Linked DNA regions of Mus musculus: region 1 is linked to region 2. The links are chromatin contacts, called in public HiChIP or PLAC-seq maps. All regions are on one chromosome and are shown on one strand. The core of a region is the stretch at or near the end of the contact, and the rest is flanking DNA. Distances in the headings are between cores, read along the strand shown. Region 1 has its middle 21 kb from the start of Mir30b. Region 2 holds the start of St3gal1 (ST3 beta-galactoside alpha-2,3-sialyltransferase 1).

Region 1 (4,831 bases), core at 1,406-3,905, 1.1 Mb after region 2:
TCCACAAAACTGGAAAATGCTAACAAAATAGATAATTTTCTAGACAGATACCACTTACCATATCAGGTATCAAGATCAGGTAAACTATTTAAATAGCCCCATAACCCCTAAGGAAATAGAATCAATCATTAAAAGTCTCCCAACCAAAAAAAAAAAAAAAAAAAAAAAAAAAAAAAAAAAAAAAAAAAAAAGCCCAGGGCTCAATAGTTTTAGTTCAGATTTCTACTAGACTTTCAAAGAAGAGCTAATACCAATACTCCACAAATAATTCCACAAAATAGACACAAAAGGAATATCACCAAACTCATTCTGTGAGGCCACAGTCACCCTGATACCTAAACCACACAAATACTCAAGAATGAAAGAGAATTTCAGACCAACTTTGCTAATGAACATTGACACACACACAAAAAAAAATGCTTAATGAAAATCTGGTAAACCAAATCCAAGAACACATCAAAACATACCATGATCAAGTAGGCTTCATCCTAGAGATGCAGGGATGGTCCAATATACAAAAATCCATTGATGTAATCCACTAGATAAACAAACTGAAGACAAAAAACACACGATCATCTCAGATGCTGAAAAGATCTTTGACAAAATCCAACACCCTTTGATGTTAAAAGTCTTGGAAAGGTCAGGGATTCAATGCACGTATCTAAACAGAACGAATTGGAGAATTCTCAACAGAGGAATCTTGAATGGCCAAGAAGCACTTAAAGAAAGGTTCAACATCCTTAGTCATCAGGGAAATGTAAATCAAAATAACCCTGAGATTCCACCTTACACCAATCATAATGGCTAAGATCAAAAGCTCAGGTGACAGCACATGTTGTCAAAGATGTGGAGGAAAAGGAATACTCCTCCATTAGTAGTGGGATTGCAAACTGGTACAACCACTCTGGAAATCAATCTGGAGGTTCCTCAGAAAGTTGGAAATAGATCTGCCTGAAGACTCTATCCTGAAGATACCACTATTGCGTATATACCCAAAAGATGCCCGACCATACCATAGAGGAACATGTTCCACTATGCTCATAGTGGCTTTATCTGTGATAGTCAGAAGCTGAAAACAACCCAGATGTCTCTCAACCCAAGAATGGATACAAAAATTAGTATTCTGTTTATACAATAGAATACTATCCAGCTATTAAAAACAAGGACATCATGAACTTTTCAGGAAAATGGATGGAACTAGAAGATATGATCATGTGTGAGGCAACCCAGACCCAAAACAACATGCATGGTATGTACTCACTGATAAGTAGATATTAGCCAAAAAGTAGAGTATACCCATGATATAACCCACAGACAGTAAGAAGTTTAACAAGAAGGTAGGCCCAAGTGAGGATGCTTCAATCCCACTTACAAGCAGGAACAAAATAATCAGGAGGGAGGGAAAAGGGAAGAGGGACCTTGGTGGGAGAGGGGAGGGGAGAATAGGGTGCAGGATCAGATATGGGTGGAGACAGGAAGAAGATCAGAGGTCCAGGAGAATAAATAGGAACATGCAGCTGTAGGAAGTGTGTGTGTGTATCTCTAGAAAGTCCCAGAGACCTGGAATGGCAGAGGCTCCAAGAAGTTAATGGGGATGACCTTAGCCGAAATGCCCAACAGTGGGGAGATGGAACCAGAAGAGACCACTTCCAGTAGACAGACAGGGCCCCAGTGGAGGGATGGGGTCACCAACCTACCTTTAAAATTTTTGACCCAGAATAGATCCTGTCTAAAAGAAATGCAGGGACAAAAATGGAGCAGAGATGAAAGGAAAGGCCATCCAGTGACCAATCCAACTTGGGAACAGTCCAATGGGCAGGCAAATCTTGATAGTATTACTTATGCCATGTTTGGCCTGCAGACAGGAACCTAGCATGACTGTCCTCTGAGAAGCTCTACCAGCACTTGGCTGAGACAGATGCAGATACTCACAGCCAACCATTGCACTGAGGTTGGGGACTCCTACGAAAAAGTTAGGGTTAGGATTGTAAATAAATAAAACAATTTTAAAAATTAAATTAAATTTAAAAAAAAGAAGTGACAGTTATCTTTAGCTTTGCAAATACTACCAAGACAGAAGAGGCACCAGCAATTGCTGAGCTTACTACCGTCCTCAATTTCCACCTTTCATTAGATACCACAGAATATTTCCCATCCATTTTTTTTCTTTCTAAATGGGAAGATTGATCCAAATGACGAAGTATTTGAGTACTCAAGAGGAAAAAAAAAAAAAAACAACCTGTGACTATTTTCTCCAATGCTTATAAATGTGGAAAAATAATTAGATTATGGAATGACTCTTTACATTCAGAAAAGTCCTGTACACCAAGAACACATGTTCATATTAAAGGCAACATACAGACAGGAAAGAATCAATAATCTGGAAGAAAGATGATGGATGCTAGGTTTTAAGATTCAACTGTCTCTGCCATTTTCAGCACTACTTGAAATAGCAAAAGCTCCAACACTGAAAGCCATATGCTTAAATGTATTTTCATGAGTGGTAATGTCAAATGTTTCAGCAAGCCTTCTCTCTTTGCTGCTGATACTTCATGTTTCCCATGTTCTTACTCAGAATCAAGTTCCTCTGCCCTCCTATCCTGTTTTAAATCACTGAACAGGGTGCTGTGGTTCTACAGTGACAGATTTAGATGAAAAATGAAACTCAAACATGTAGACAGTCTGATTGCAGCTTGTGCAACCAAATCAGATGTTCTTCCTGCTTTCCCATTTCATCTGGTTGAGTATGGGCAAATCATCTGAAAGTCACCCTTCTTTCTGCTCAAAGTTTGTAGAGTAAAATAAGAAAAAAATACTTATATACTGCTACATTTTTTCCTTCCTACTCTGGAATCTTCTAGAAAACAGCTGAGCCTAGGTAGCTGATGAACCTCCACCCCCATCTCGGCTGGATTTCTAATCTGCCTTCCTATACTGTGCTGAGGCCAGCCTTCATATAATTGAGAATGAATAATGGTGCTCTAACCACTTTCTTATACTCCCCCCCCCACCCCAGTGCTCATTTGTGGAATAGTTCAAGGTGAAGATTGACATCTTCACATTCAGATAATTACCAGAGGATATGGAGATGACTGTGAACACCTTATACATTTTATGCCTTGGAGAGATGAGCTTTACTCATGAGAAGAAAAGCAGCAGCATATGAAAGGATGAAATCCTTTCCCATCCTTAGCAAACAAAGCCCACATTCTCACTTGTCGATACACTGGGTATGTGTGGTCAGCAGATTCTAGATTTAGTTGAAAGTCCTTTCCTATTAATTAGCTATGTGACTTTGGGTAAGTCACTAACCTAAATGGATTTTAATTTTAATCAAATGGAGAAGAAACACAATGTTGCAAATTCTTTGTGAAGTCTGAAATTCCTATACCAATGCAAATGATCTTATTTAATTGACATAATTCTGGGCATTGAATACAACAATGGAGGGGTCAGCAGGGGATAGAATTTTCCTTATTGCCTCCAAGGGAGAATGAACAAGGAAGCTAGAGAGGAAATTAACATCTTAGAGTGCTTCTCTTTGCATCTTGTGATAGACTTAGCTTTGTCAGCAAGATTTCTCACAATATGGTCTTTGAAACTTAGTAATATTATTGAAAGAACGGAGGCTTAAAGTCACATGTACCTGGAATGATCCTTAGCAGTGCCACATGTTGTGTGGGTGGGAAGACTGCTTAACCTCTCAAGACTTCCTCTATAAAATGGTAATTATGAAGATTTCCTAAGCCACTTTATGAAAAAAGCGAATAATGGTGTTTTGGATATAGTAGGTATTCAATAAATACAAGTTCTGTTTTCTCTTTTGTAGAGGAATTGTTAGGGTTTTAAATTTTGTGTCCCTACTTTTTTTGTGGGGATTCACTAAGACCCATCAATAGAATTACCTAAAGAAAGGAAAATGTACAGACCCAGCAGCATTTTTGACATTGGTCTGTAATCAGTATTTGGGAACAATAATGTGCTAATGAGGGGAAACAGAAACTAAACATTGTTTAAGAGTGATTTCGAAAAGTGTGTTATGCAATAAATAACATGGTAACCTCTTAGTTGACTCTCATATCTTGTAGCTCTCAAATGAATAGCACTCTCTTTTCAAACATATGGTGATCTATTTAAAAGAGCAACAGTGGACAAGAGTAGTGAGGTTGCCCTTACACCATCCTCAGTGGATCCCCAAACAACCCAACAGGCTACATCTTCTACTCATAACATAAATGTTTCCAGCTGGGCAGTGGTGGTACACACCTTTAATCCCAGCACTTGGGAGGCAGAGGCAGGTGGATTTCTGAGTTCAAAGCCAACCTGGTCTACAGAGTGAGTTCCAGGACAGCCAGGGCTATACTGAGAAACCCTGTCTGGAAAAAAAAATGTTTCTAAAACTTCATAGCTGAGCTGTCTTCTGTAAGTCTCTTTAAAATTAATTATTAAAGCCTTCTCCATTAGTCTTTTGTTTGGCCTTCATAAAACCATTTATTTTTTGCAGTTTAACAAATAAAAAACCCCACTGCATTATCTATAAATATATGGCTCCAGATATGGGAAGAAGGCTATGACTCATACTAGACCACTCCTTAAGGGCAGCTCTGTTATGACTGTATTCTGGGAAGTGTGCTGGATCTATTCTTCACACATAGGCAAAATCAAAATAAGCTGGCAATATAAAAAGGACTTTTTTGTGTGTGTTTTGTTTTTTGTTTTTTGAAGACAGGGTTTCTCTGTGTAGTCCTGGCTGTCCTAGAACTCACTCTGTAGAACAGGCTTGCCTTGAACATAGAAATCTGCCTGACTCTGCCTCCCAAGTGCTGGGATT
Region 2 (4,976 bases), core at 103-2,602:
ACTTAATCCCCTTCTCGAGTTCAGCCGCGCTGCCTCCCGCAAGGTCACACTCAAACACCCACGCGTAGAAAAACGAGGGCTGAAAGTTGCTTGCGCAAAGGTCCGAATCCCGAGCTAATAGTACTCCAACCAAGTCGCTTTGTCCGGTGTCACCATTGCCCACCCCGTGCACATATCAAAGCAGCAGACCATGCCCTGCGCAGGTCACACTACAGAGATGCAGACTTTGCTAACTTTTGTCCCATTATTTCTTGGCAGCTGCGGCGCCTAACGGGTTTGGAGCAGATTCCAAGTTTAGACTTTCCACCGCCACGCTCACTTTGACCACCCTCATCTACCCACTTTCTGACACACCGCTTTTTGCTGTGCTGTCCTAAGCTCCAACTTCTCCCCGAGATCCGAAACGGGGCGGTATTAGAGGTGTCCCGGGGACCAACAGCCTCCTCCCGGGTCCGCGCCTGCCCACAGCTGATCGGGAGACTCCATCCGGACACTGTCCAGACCTCTGGTCTGGAAAACCAACGCTTTCCAAGCGTCCCCAGTGTCCCAGCCCGAGACCTCCGCTTCTCTAGAGAGTGGGGACAATCTGCGCCTGATGGAGTCTCCTACCCGCGGCCCGGGCGGGGATCCACTGCGGTGCTGGGCGCAATGTCACCACGGCCGCTCCGGGAGCCACTGCTACAACTGCCATAGGCTCTTCACTGAGCTCCGGCAGGCTCCTCCAGTAAGTGCCAAAGAGCCTGGAGCCCCAGAGCTGGAGTCTCCTCCCTGACCCGCAGGTAGAAGACCACCGTGGCGGAGACAGAGATCTCTCTCCTTGTGTCTCCCTCTTGGCGCCTAGGGTCTTTGGTCCCATTTCTACTGTTACACCTTTCTAGTCCCTTTCCCACCCCTTCTGTGCCCGGGTCGGGACGATCACCTCAGTACTCAGAGAACACAAGCAACATTTCTCCAGCCCCAACTCGCGAGGGGGCGCCGTCCCTGGGGCACCGGGACAGGGACCAGCTGGGTGCGTACTTACCAAAGCCAGAGACACTCCGGACTTTGGGGGCACTGAAGAGGTTCAGAGAGGTATCTAAGGAGATGTGTTCAGGATACTTACCCAGCCAGCTCAAACCTCACGCTCCTTCTCTGCCTCCTCCTCTCTCCTCCCTCCGGTTTAGGGCTCTTTGTCTTTGCAAAGTGTCGAAAGTGTCTGGCATAGTGGGCTCCGCCGGCAGAGGTTAGCGCCGGAGAAAAGGGAGGCGGGGTGAGGATGGGAGCCGCCTCTGGAACACCTTCCCCCGGGTGTAACGGGAGTGAGAGGCGGGGCGTCCGGGGAGGAGTCGCTTTCGCCCGCCCGGTCCCAGCCGTGACTCCGGCGCGCCCAGCACGGCTCTTCGGCTCTAGGTTCCTCCCCTTCCTCCGCCCAGCGCCCGCCCCTTGGCGCTCGGGCGCCCCCCTCCGCCCCTCCTGCCGGCCTCAGCTCGGCTTTCCTCTAGCTTGGGGCTTCCTGCAAGCTCAATATAGCTCAGCCAAGCCACGTGGACAGCAGCGGGCTGGGTGGAGGCCGGACCCGTCTGAGAGACGCCGGAGGAGGCAGCGCGGGAACAATATCACTGCCTCAAGAGAGGGATCTGCGGGAACAGCTGGCGAGGCTAGGGAAGAACTCCCGAGAGGCTCGAAGCCCGTGGGGTCAACCCGAGGGACGAGGCGTTGGGCGTGCACCGAGAGGATGTGGCTGGCGGTGCCCAGAAGAGCCCCATTCAGGGTCGCAGTGGAGAGAGAGGGCGATCAGGCAAAGCCACCGCTTTTTCTGAGGGCGTGGGACTCGAGGTGGGATTTAGGTAGGCTTGGGGAGGGGCACCGCGGGGTTAGGGATTGCGGTGTCTGTGCAGCCAGGACTGGGAGCCGCAGAGCAGGTCACTATAAGCATCCACATCCCCGCCCTTCCCGTCTACTCCGCCGAGGGCCTTTCCTTTGCGGATGGATAGACAGCTTCGCAGACCAGCGCTAAGCAAAGGCTGATAGTGGGAATCAGAGTTAGAAAGGTCCCCAAGGCAGCCTGGGGATGGGGATTTGGTTTAGGTTAGGGTAGAAGTTTTTCTGTTTTAATAGGGAAGTGAGGGTACGGAATTTAACGTGTGTGGGTCGTAGATCATAAATGGTGGATTTAAAAGGCATTTCTAAGATCTGGTTTGTCAGTGGGTATCCTCTCACTGGAACTATCTCATCTACAACTTTTCCGTGGAATGTTAAGAGGAAAGACGGTGTGCGCAGGAGTCTCTCCGTTTTCAGTTCTGGAGACTTCTGGGGACAAGCCTTTGCAGTGGGGGAGGCCAGAGCTGCCTGGCTGTTTACTCACTAGAATGAGGCTGTAATGTTGGGGCGAATTTGCGGCACTTCTCCATTACGGTGTGATCTTGGGCTCTTTGGGCCATATCCACTGTTTCCTAGGTTTGTGTTTCCACGTACTCCCTTGCAAAGGGCCCTGGTCCCAGCGTTCGTTTGCTTGGGTTGTTGTACTGAGCAAGTGGATACAGGGCTCTTGAAACTGCCCTTGGCATCTAAGAGCTCACTCAATCCAAGCCAGCTTGTGGAAGGAGGAAGGAGTGGGTTTCAACTCTGCTTCTGGACTGCCTAGATAGGGTTGGTACACTGTGTAAGTTCCGAGGAAGTAGAAGAGAAATTGTTAAAAGGGAAGAAGTGGAGGACAAAGAAACAACAAACTACCAGAAAAGGAAGGAAAAGAACAGAAACCTCTAAGTTATAATTTGTGTGTGCGGGGTAAGGGAGAAGTATTGCCAAGACTCTTCCAGTTAAACCTCACTGGGGTCTGATCTGCCACTGGGCTGTCCCTCACCAGGATATGAGAGGAGGGGGTCTCCAAGGTGTTCTATGACCTGTGCTGAGTAGTTTTCTCTGCTGTTCTAGGTTGGTTTGGGTTTCCATGCTAGAAACGAGGTGAGGTCCTTGTCACTGGGCGCATCTCTATGAGCTGTGTTCTCTCTGAGAAGCTGTTCAAACTGCAGCGCCTGGCATTCTTTTGTGTGTATGTGAGAGGAAGGCAGAGATCCCATCCCCATCGGCTACTGTCCTCCCTAGCACAACATCTTGCAGCCCTATCTAGTGTGAGCCACTTAGATCCTTGGTCCCCACAGATACAGTTTGGAGCAGGAACATACTCACACTGTGGTGACTTTCAGTAGAATACAAGTTAAATGGTCACCTAACTGGACCTCAGGGTTAAAGAAAAGAGCCCTGTGGTTTGCAAGCCTGTATCTGCTGCCCATGTGCCTCTTGATTTGATGAGGCTTACTGTAGCTGAGGAACACTGTGCCTTGCTTCCCGCTGACTGGAGTCCTCTCCCTGTAGTCCAGAAGCTAGTAAGGGAGTGCTGGATGAATTAATTGTAGTGTTCTGGCAAGGAGGCAGAGTGCATAGGGAATCACTTAGGGAGATGGAAAAATACTATATGAATGGAAGGCTGCTATTATAATCTAATGGATTCTGTAGAGGGAAGGTTAGATTAGGCAAATGAATAGCCCCAGGTCATCCAGCTGGTTACACTTATATTGCTGAGAGCCCACACCAGCTCTGTGTCCACCCCAGAGTCTTAGTGGGGTCTCTGGATGACTCTGAAAAGGACTCTGGTGAGCTCTGATGAGTGTATATAAACCGTCACCTTCCCTACATAAAATGAACCTACTTCTAGTAAGAAAATGTAGGTGGAACTTTTAAAAATCCACCTACTCCCTGCCTGTTAACAAAACACATTCCTTTCTAGGTTTAACAGGGCAGGTCTCCATATCCTTCCCTGCCTTCCCTTCTGCTATTTATTTATTTATTTATTTATTTATTCATTCATTCATTCATGCATTCATTCATTCAGTGACATTCCATGCAAGCAGCACTTTTGACACACTGGACCATATTCAGAGGCAAGGGAAACAGGCTGAACGTCAGGGAAGGATGTATGCATTTCTTTTTGTCACCCTGATCATGTCTCCCAACATGCCCTGCTGGGAAACAACTGGAAGTAGTCATTACTGGGAGTGCCTGCACAGCGGGTCTCCTGGGGAGCCCTGACATGGATTTAGTGCACACTGCTGCCTCCCCATGAGTTCAGAGCACAGCAAAGCTATCTTACTGATGGCTGAGGAAATTGATTTTCTCTTTTTCCTTCCCCCTTTGTTGGCACAAGAGAGTGGAAAAGTAGTAATGGGTTCCAACCCCACTGGGCAATTGTAGAAAAGGGGAGGGTGATGGGGCTTGTTGGAGTCTTGGAAAGGAGCCAACACCTGCTATTCTGGGTTATGGATGGTGCTTTCTTGGGTCTCAGGGCTATGAAGAATTCCTGAAGTCTCCTTAGGAAAAGTGGTTCGCGTAGAAATGTCCAAAGTAATGTGACTTGGGAAGCTGGAAGAAGAACTACTTGTTGCTATCATATTCTCTCTCTCTCTCTCTCTCTCTCTCTCTCTCTCTCTCTGTGTGTGTGTGTGTGTGTGTGTGTGTGTGTGTTGCAGTTTCTAAGGAGATGGACAGAAACATATTCACACCTGATAGAGAGGTCACTGAAAGTCCAAAGAAATCATTCCATTCAAGTTTAGCTTAGTGAACTAACACATTGATGGGGTTACTTAATCAGAGCCTGAGTGTTAGAAAGATAGCATCACTAGAGGTCCCTACATAATATACAGACAGTTACTACACCAAAGACTCCTCTCTCCCATGCAATTGCTAACCTGCTTGTAAAATCTCAGGCAAGTCCTATACATTTCTTATGAGTTTAATGAGCTTCCACCTTACCTCTTGAGGGAATGTTTTCAATATGAAATTACACAACACATTAAAAACAGTTATTCAACAGTGTGTGTGTGTGTTTGTGTGTGTGTGTATGCGTGTGTATGTGTGCTTGCTTGCTCTAGTGCATATGTGTGTAAAGTTTCCTCTTCTGGAATATACCTTAATATTTTGGGTGAGTTTTTGCCCCAGCC

What was found. HiChIP or PLAC-seq counts read pairs in DNA pulled down with a chosen protein or histone mark.
Region 1: a contact with region 2 is called in an H3K4me3 HiChIP or PLAC-seq map of bone marrow-derived macrophages, with 4 times the contacts expected there. The contact joins the enhancer-like site here to the promoter of St3gal1 in region 2. A contact is called at or near these places in 1 of 39 promoter capture datasets (hippocampal neurons) and 6 of 115 datasets of contacts at active chromatin or transcription factors (the NIH/3T3 cell line, bone marrow-derived macrophages, differentiating embryonic stem cells and 3 more).

What each region holds. Positions count from the first base shown.
Region 1 is chr15:68,314,491-68,319,321 of GRCm38.p6, forward strand. No RefSeq gene overlaps it. Among named protein-coding and RNA genes, the nearest start is that of Mir30b, 21 kb to the right of the region's middle. Within about 2 kb of position 2,656, at least 3 of the 459 cell types and tissues checked have an H3K27ac peak or open chromatin away from gene starts, as enhancers often do. A contact at or near this core is called in bone marrow-derived macrophages, where this site is marked.
Region 2 is chr15:67,175,530-67,180,505 of GRCm38.p6, forward strand. It overlaps St3gal1 (ST3 beta-galactoside alpha-2,3-sialyltransferase 1), which reads right to left and starts at 1,353. Exons shown (of 9, transcript NM_009177.4): 1 at 1,103-1,353.